Regions from separate parts of the Triticum aestivum genome. Here region 2 is linked to region 1. Evidence: chromatin contacts called from public Hi-C data. All regions are on one chromosome and are shown on one strand. The core of a region is the stretch at or near the end of the contact, and the rest is flanking DNA. Distances in the headings are between cores, read along the strand shown. Region 1 holds the start of LOC123156161. Region 2 has its middle 120 kb from the start of LOC123156161.

Region 1 (2,948 bases), core at 178-2,677:
ACGTCGACGCAAGCAGCCTCGCAGGGGCCGCGGGGAGCAGCCTCACAGGGGTCGCGCTGATGCCTCTGCTCGGGCCGTAGAGATGGCCCGCCGCGCCCGCGCCGCACTTGTCGGCGAGGCCGACGCACGCGAGGCTGTGGAACGACGACGCGGCGTGGCGGCTCCGCTACGTTGCACCGATACGGCGATACGATCACGCCCTCCAGCTCCCGGCAACCCTCCAACCCCCCAACCAACCGACCTCTCGATCGATCGTAGCAGCTTCTCCTTTTTCGATGGCGGTGGATCTGACCCCGAGGCAGCCGGCCAAGGCCTACGGCGGCGCCTACTACGAGTGGAGCCCCGCCGAGCTGCCCATGCTCGGCGTCGCCTCCATCGGCGCCGCCAAGCTCTCGCTCGCCGCCGGCGGCATGTCGCTTCCCAGCTACTCCGACTCCGCCAAGGTCGCCTACGTCCTTCAGGATATGCATACCACCGATCCATCGATCCCCTCTCGCAGACTCCCACCCCCCCTCCCAGCGCGATCGCTGTCTGGTCTGTGCGGGACCCGAATTCTGCTTCGGTCGTAGACGGTCGCGGGTTGATCGAATCTGTTTGTTTCAGTATCTAGTTCAGATCGAAAGCAGCAGCCGATTGGAATTGGACAGAGTCTCAGGTCTTCTAAATTATATGTCTGTCTACTACACGGTGTGGTCAGTTCTGAAATCGTGCTAGTTGTTCAGTCTCGTCAGTTCAGTTTAACAAAAACGAACAGTATTGCGATGCTTTACTGAATTGTTGATGGTCGCATATGAATCTAGCTTGTTGGTTTCAGACTGAATTTTTTGTGGTAGCGGGTTAATCTGTAACTTAGATCGATTGCTTCTGTAAATTGGTTTCAGATAGGCGCAAGCTCCTCACCAACCTCATGCTCTCCGAGAACCCAGGTAGCTAACCAGATCGACCAAATGCATCGCATTCACATGCAAACCTGTTGTTGAGCAGAGTGTAGTTGGCGTCGTAGCGATCTTGGTCATGAGCTCTGTAACATTGCTGAATCGAGGAAACGGCAGGGGCCTTTGTGCAAAATTGCAAGAGCTGACCGGTCCACCCTCTAGACTGCCACTTGTCATGTTGTAATTGGCTGTGGACCAAAACATCACATAGGGTGTCAAATTGTGGGAGTCCTCAGTAACATTTTGCAAGTTTTGAACTAAAACATCACATTCTGTGCAAGTTTGTGGATCTGGGGTGCTATTACCTCGTAAAAATCCATGAATCCGGGGGAATGGGAAAGCAACTCTGTCTGCTCTGGTTTACCATCCATCATCATACAAGTGAATGCATGTTCAGGTTGAAGACAATCATCCAGGCCAGATTAAAAAGGGCTAATACTCATCCATCATCCTATATAATCATCTGTCATTCAGCGGTTTCTCATTGACTGGAACTGCATACCAGCCTCCATGAACCAGATGGGTGCTGCTGCTTCACGCTTTCTTGCTACGTCGCTGTCTGCGCGAGCCTGTGGACTTGGCTAGCTCAAGGAGAAACTAAAGGTTTCCCCCGGCAGCAGGAGAGCCACTGGCGCGCACATCGTCGTTCATCACCAGCTAGCGAAGCAAACAAGGAGCTCAGAAAGAGGCGGCCGCGGCCGGCCGGCCATCCGGTCGCTGTCCGACAGCTCCTAGACAGCGGCGTCGACCGCGCCCGGCCGGCGCCGAGCTAGCTAGCCCAACGACAACCTGCCCATGAGGCAACCATGCTCTTCCTCTTCACAAAGTACTTATCCAGGGGCAGCAAGAACGCGGCAGCCGGCGACGACGACAGGAGGCAGAGGCAGAAGCAGAAGCAGCGCGAGATGCCGGCGGCGTCGGCATCGAATGGGGCTGCGGACCGCGAGCACGGGTGCATGCCCGGCTGCGTGCCGGTGCGCGCCAAGCGGACGGCCACGGTTACGACCGTCACGACCACGTCGGCGAGGACGTCGCGGCACAACTTCGTCAGGTCAGCGGCGTCGGGGCTGTTCCCCGGGGCGCCGGTGTTCACCAACCACGAGTCCCTCCCGCCGCTCCCTGAGGCCTACTCGGAGTTCGCCTCCGCGTTCCCGCAGTACGGCGGGCTAGCCGGCTCGGCGGACGCGATCAGGGACGGGGAGTACAGGCACCTCGACCGCCACGTCTGCCTGGACTACAACGGGATGAACCTCTTCTCCCACGCGCAGATGAACTCGTCGCTGCCGTCCACGTCAGCTCCGGCGGAGCCGTCGGCGTGGCAGCCCCCCTTCTTCGACATCGCGTACAGGTCGGCGAGCCTGCGGTCGCAGGTGCAGCAATGCGGGGACGGCACTGCCGCCGCATCCGCGGCGGGGGGCATCAGCGGCGCCGTCACGAGGCGCATCATGGCGTCCCTTAAGATCCCCGAGGACGAGTACACCATGGTGTGCACGGCGAACCGGACCACGGCCTTCCGGCTGCTGGCAGAATCCTACTCCTTCACTCCCGGCGGCGGCAGGAAGAAGCTGCTCTCCGTGTACGACTACGAGAGCGAGGCGGTGGGTGCCATGGCTCAGAGCGCGCGCAGCCGCGGCGCGGAGGTCATGAACGCGAGCTTCGCGTGGCCGAGCATGCGCGTCCACGCCGCGGACCTCCGCAAAAAGCTGCTCCGTGGGCGGCGGCGGCAGCGCGGCCGCGGGCTCTTCGTGTTTCCGCTGGTGTCCCGCATGACCGGCGCGAGGTACCCGTACCTCTGGATGAGCGCCGCGGCGGAGCAGGGGTGGCACGTGGCGCTGGACGCGTGCGCGCTCGGCGCCAAGGACCTCGACACCCTCGGCCTCTCCCTCCTCCGCCCGGACTTCATCGTCTGCAACTTCTTCAAGGTGTTCGGCGAGAACCCCTCGGGCTTCGCCGGGCTGTTCGTCAAGAAGGCCAGCCTCGGCGCGCTCGAGCGCTCCGCGGTCGCGCGCAGCA
Region 2 (3,128 bases), core at 274-2,773, 120 kb before region 1:
TCGCCTGCTTATCGCGTCTGATTGCCTGGAAGTCGTGAACAAGATAGACACAGGAGCTGCAACCCACTATGCACCAGTTCTGCATGAAATATTGGAGAGGAGGAGGGAGTTCCACCATGTAAAATTCAAGTTTGAACACAGGGAGAATAACTTCGAAGCACATGCACTGGCTAAAGCGGCAACTTCTCTTGCTGTAGGTCGCCACATTTGGCTAGGGACATTACCAGACATTATTTGTATTCCGATGTTGATTACTGCTTAATAAAGTCCCTAGTTACCCGTCAAAAAAAAAAGATAACTCCCGAACGAGAAATCGTGCCGACGGACGAAAAATTATTTTGGTCCCACGTAAACGATTTTTTTTGGAAAAACAATCCTCCCATTAATATTAGGCAGAGATAAGAACGTCAATATGAATGGGTATATTACCAACGTCCGTCTTGCGTTTTGGAAAACAAGGGCTTGCATGATCGACATTGGTTCGGTTCGCTCGTGCTATACTTCCCTAATTATGAGCACTACTCAAGCGTTGCCAACAACAGACTTTAGTGGGCTGGCCGAGGAGCGGTTTTGTGAAGCTTCTAACCAACAATTGGCGGAACCATCCAACTAGGTTCGCTGGGTTTTAGGAAGATTTCATGCAATTTTTCTATTATTATTTTTCTTTTCAGTGCTTTTCTCTATTGGTTTTTGGTGGTTTTCTTATTCATGTTTTTCATTCATTTTTATTTTATTCATTTTCAAATACATGTTCACTTTTTATTTAATACACGTTGAACATTTCCATATACATGTTAAACATTTTTAGACACATGTTTTTTTCAAATACATGTTGAGCAATGTATTGGAATACGTGTTGACCATTTGAAACATGCACATTCAACATGTTTTAAATACATAGTGAGCATCTTTTAATACACGTTGAACATTTTCTTTAGTGTCATGATTTCTTTATTACAGTGTGCAAACAACTAATAAATGTTAGAATTTTTTTAAATGGTATGAACATTTTTTGTATGTTATGGGCTTTGACCTAAACTGCATAATTTTTAAAATGTGGTGAAATATATTTTTAAATGTGCAAACATTTTGAAGTGCCATGAACAGTTTTTTGATAGGTATAGACATTTGTTTACAAATTACACAAATAATTTATTATACTTTTTGAAAAACAAATATCATGGACAAAATTTTATAATTGTGAATAGTTTTTAAATGGAAAAACTATTTACTAAATTTTCTGATTTTTTTTCATCATTAACGAACATTTTAATGCATGATGTCCATTTGAAAAATTTATGTAAATTAATTTTTCAAATATATATGTTTAGAGTAACTTGAAATATAAACGAAATTAAAAATAGGGAAATAAATAAATTAACTAATGAGCTAACATGCGGGATATGAAGAATTTCATTTCCTACTGGGCCAGCCAAAAACAGGCTCGCTACAAGTGGGACATAACCACGCTCACCATGGTGTGTGTGATTGGCGAGACCTCCTATATGGCGCGTGACGCGCTGGCAAACATGCCAGCGCGCGCCCCTCCGCTCCCGTGCGCCCCTAGGGGGCCGGCTCATGAGCGGGGCTGAACGCCCCAGCTTTTTTAATTCGTTTTTCTTACTCTTTTTGCTTTTCGTTTTTCTTTTCTAATTTTATTTATTTATCTTCTTCAATATAATTCGTAATTTATAAAAGTCTCAAATTTCGAAAAGAAAATTTTGTAAAAAAATGTTCGTGATTTCAAAATAATAAACATTTTTGGAATTTTAATGAGTAATTTTTTGTTTTGATGAAATTTTTTTATATCTATGAACAAATATACATGAGTACTTTTAATAATGATTAACATTTTTATAGTTACTGAACAAAATTTTAATAAGATGAACATTATTTAAACTTGATGAACAAATTTTGTATTCGAGAATTGTTTTTGAAAAAATGGATTAACAATTTTTGAAATTGATGGACAATTTTTGAAATCATTGAACAAATTTTGAATTTGAATTTTTGTAAATGATGAACGAATATCAAATTTGATGAACATTTTTTCAATCCGGTGAATAACAAAATGAACTTTATGAACAGTTTTTGAATGGTTGAGCATTTTTATCCATTGATGAACAATTTTTAAAATCGACGAACAAATTTTGAATTGGTGAATAAGTTTTGAAATCGATGAACAAATATCAAATTTGATGAAAAGTTTTAAAATTCGATGAACAAATTTTGAATTTTGATGATTTTTTTTTAATCCGGTGAATACAAAAAGTGAATTTTATGAACATTTTTTGAACCTTGAGCATTCTTAAACATTGATGAACATTTTTTGAATTTGATACAAAAAAGTTCGTGAATTTAGAAAGAAAAGAGAAAAGAAAAATGGAAACAAAAAAGGAAAAAAGAAAAAGAAGAAACCAAAAAAAATAATGGGATATTGGCGGGCCCATACAAACGCCCAGCACGCGAGGGGGGTGCGCGCCAGGTCGTTCAGCGGCACCCTACGAGCTATATATGGAACCCGGTGATTGGTGATTCTTATTTAGCGCTGTATTGAAGGATTCTAACTACGACCTCCTCGTTGAAGGTTGGCTAGTGTTACCACCCCGCCAACCAACACAAATGTGCTATCCTTTTAACCTATTTGTCTTTTATTTATTCCTTTTTTCCTTTTCCTTTCCTTTTTTGCATTTTCCTTTTTATTCCTTTTTTGTTTTCTAGTTTTTCTATTTTTCCTAGCCCAATGATTTTTTTTGCAAATACGTGAACTCTTATTTTTGTAAAATTGATGAACTTTTTTTCCAAAATACTTGAACTTTTTTTGAATTTTGATTAACTTTTTTTCAAATTCAATGGACTTTTCTTCAATTTCGATGAACCTTTTTTCAAAAGCTTAAAACATTTTTTAAAATCGAAGAACTTTTTTCAAAATCAATGTTTTTTTTTTCAAATTTCAGTGAACTTTTTTTCCAAATTTGATGATTTTTTTTCCAGAATTGTTGAACCTTTTTTAAAAATTCGTGATTTTTTTAATTTTATGAACTTTTTTTTCAAAATCAATAAACAATTCTGAATTGACGACCTTTTTCGATTTGTTTTCCTTTTCCAGTTTTCCCGTATTTTTCAGT

Evidence for each region. A called contact is a pair of places that touch in the nucleus more often than the background predicts.
Region 2: a Hi-C map of leaf shows a contact between it and region 1, with 5 times the contacts expected there. The contact joins the enhancer-like site here to the promoter of LOC123156161 in region 1. A contact is called at or near these places in 2 of 5 Hi-C or Micro-C datasets (both in leaf) and 1 of 1 datasets of contacts at active chromatin or transcription factors (leaf).

The regions. Positions count from the first base shown.
Region 1 is chr7B:246,284,965-246,287,912 of IWGSC CS RefSeq v2.1, reverse strand. It overlaps LOC123156161, which reads left to right and starts at 1,427. Exons shown (of 1, transcript XM_044574329.1): 1 at 1,427-2,948. The coding sequence starts at 1,742. It also overlaps the pseudogene LOC123156164.
Region 2 is chr7B:246,406,481-246,409,608 of IWGSC CS RefSeq v2.1, reverse strand. No RefSeq gene overlaps it. Among protein-coding and RNA genes, the nearest start is that of LOC123156161, 120 kb to the right of the region's middle. Within about 2 kb of position 1,523, at least 1 of the 8 cell types and tissues checked has an H3K27ac peak or open chromatin away from gene starts, as enhancers often do. A contact at or near this core is called in leaf, where this site is marked.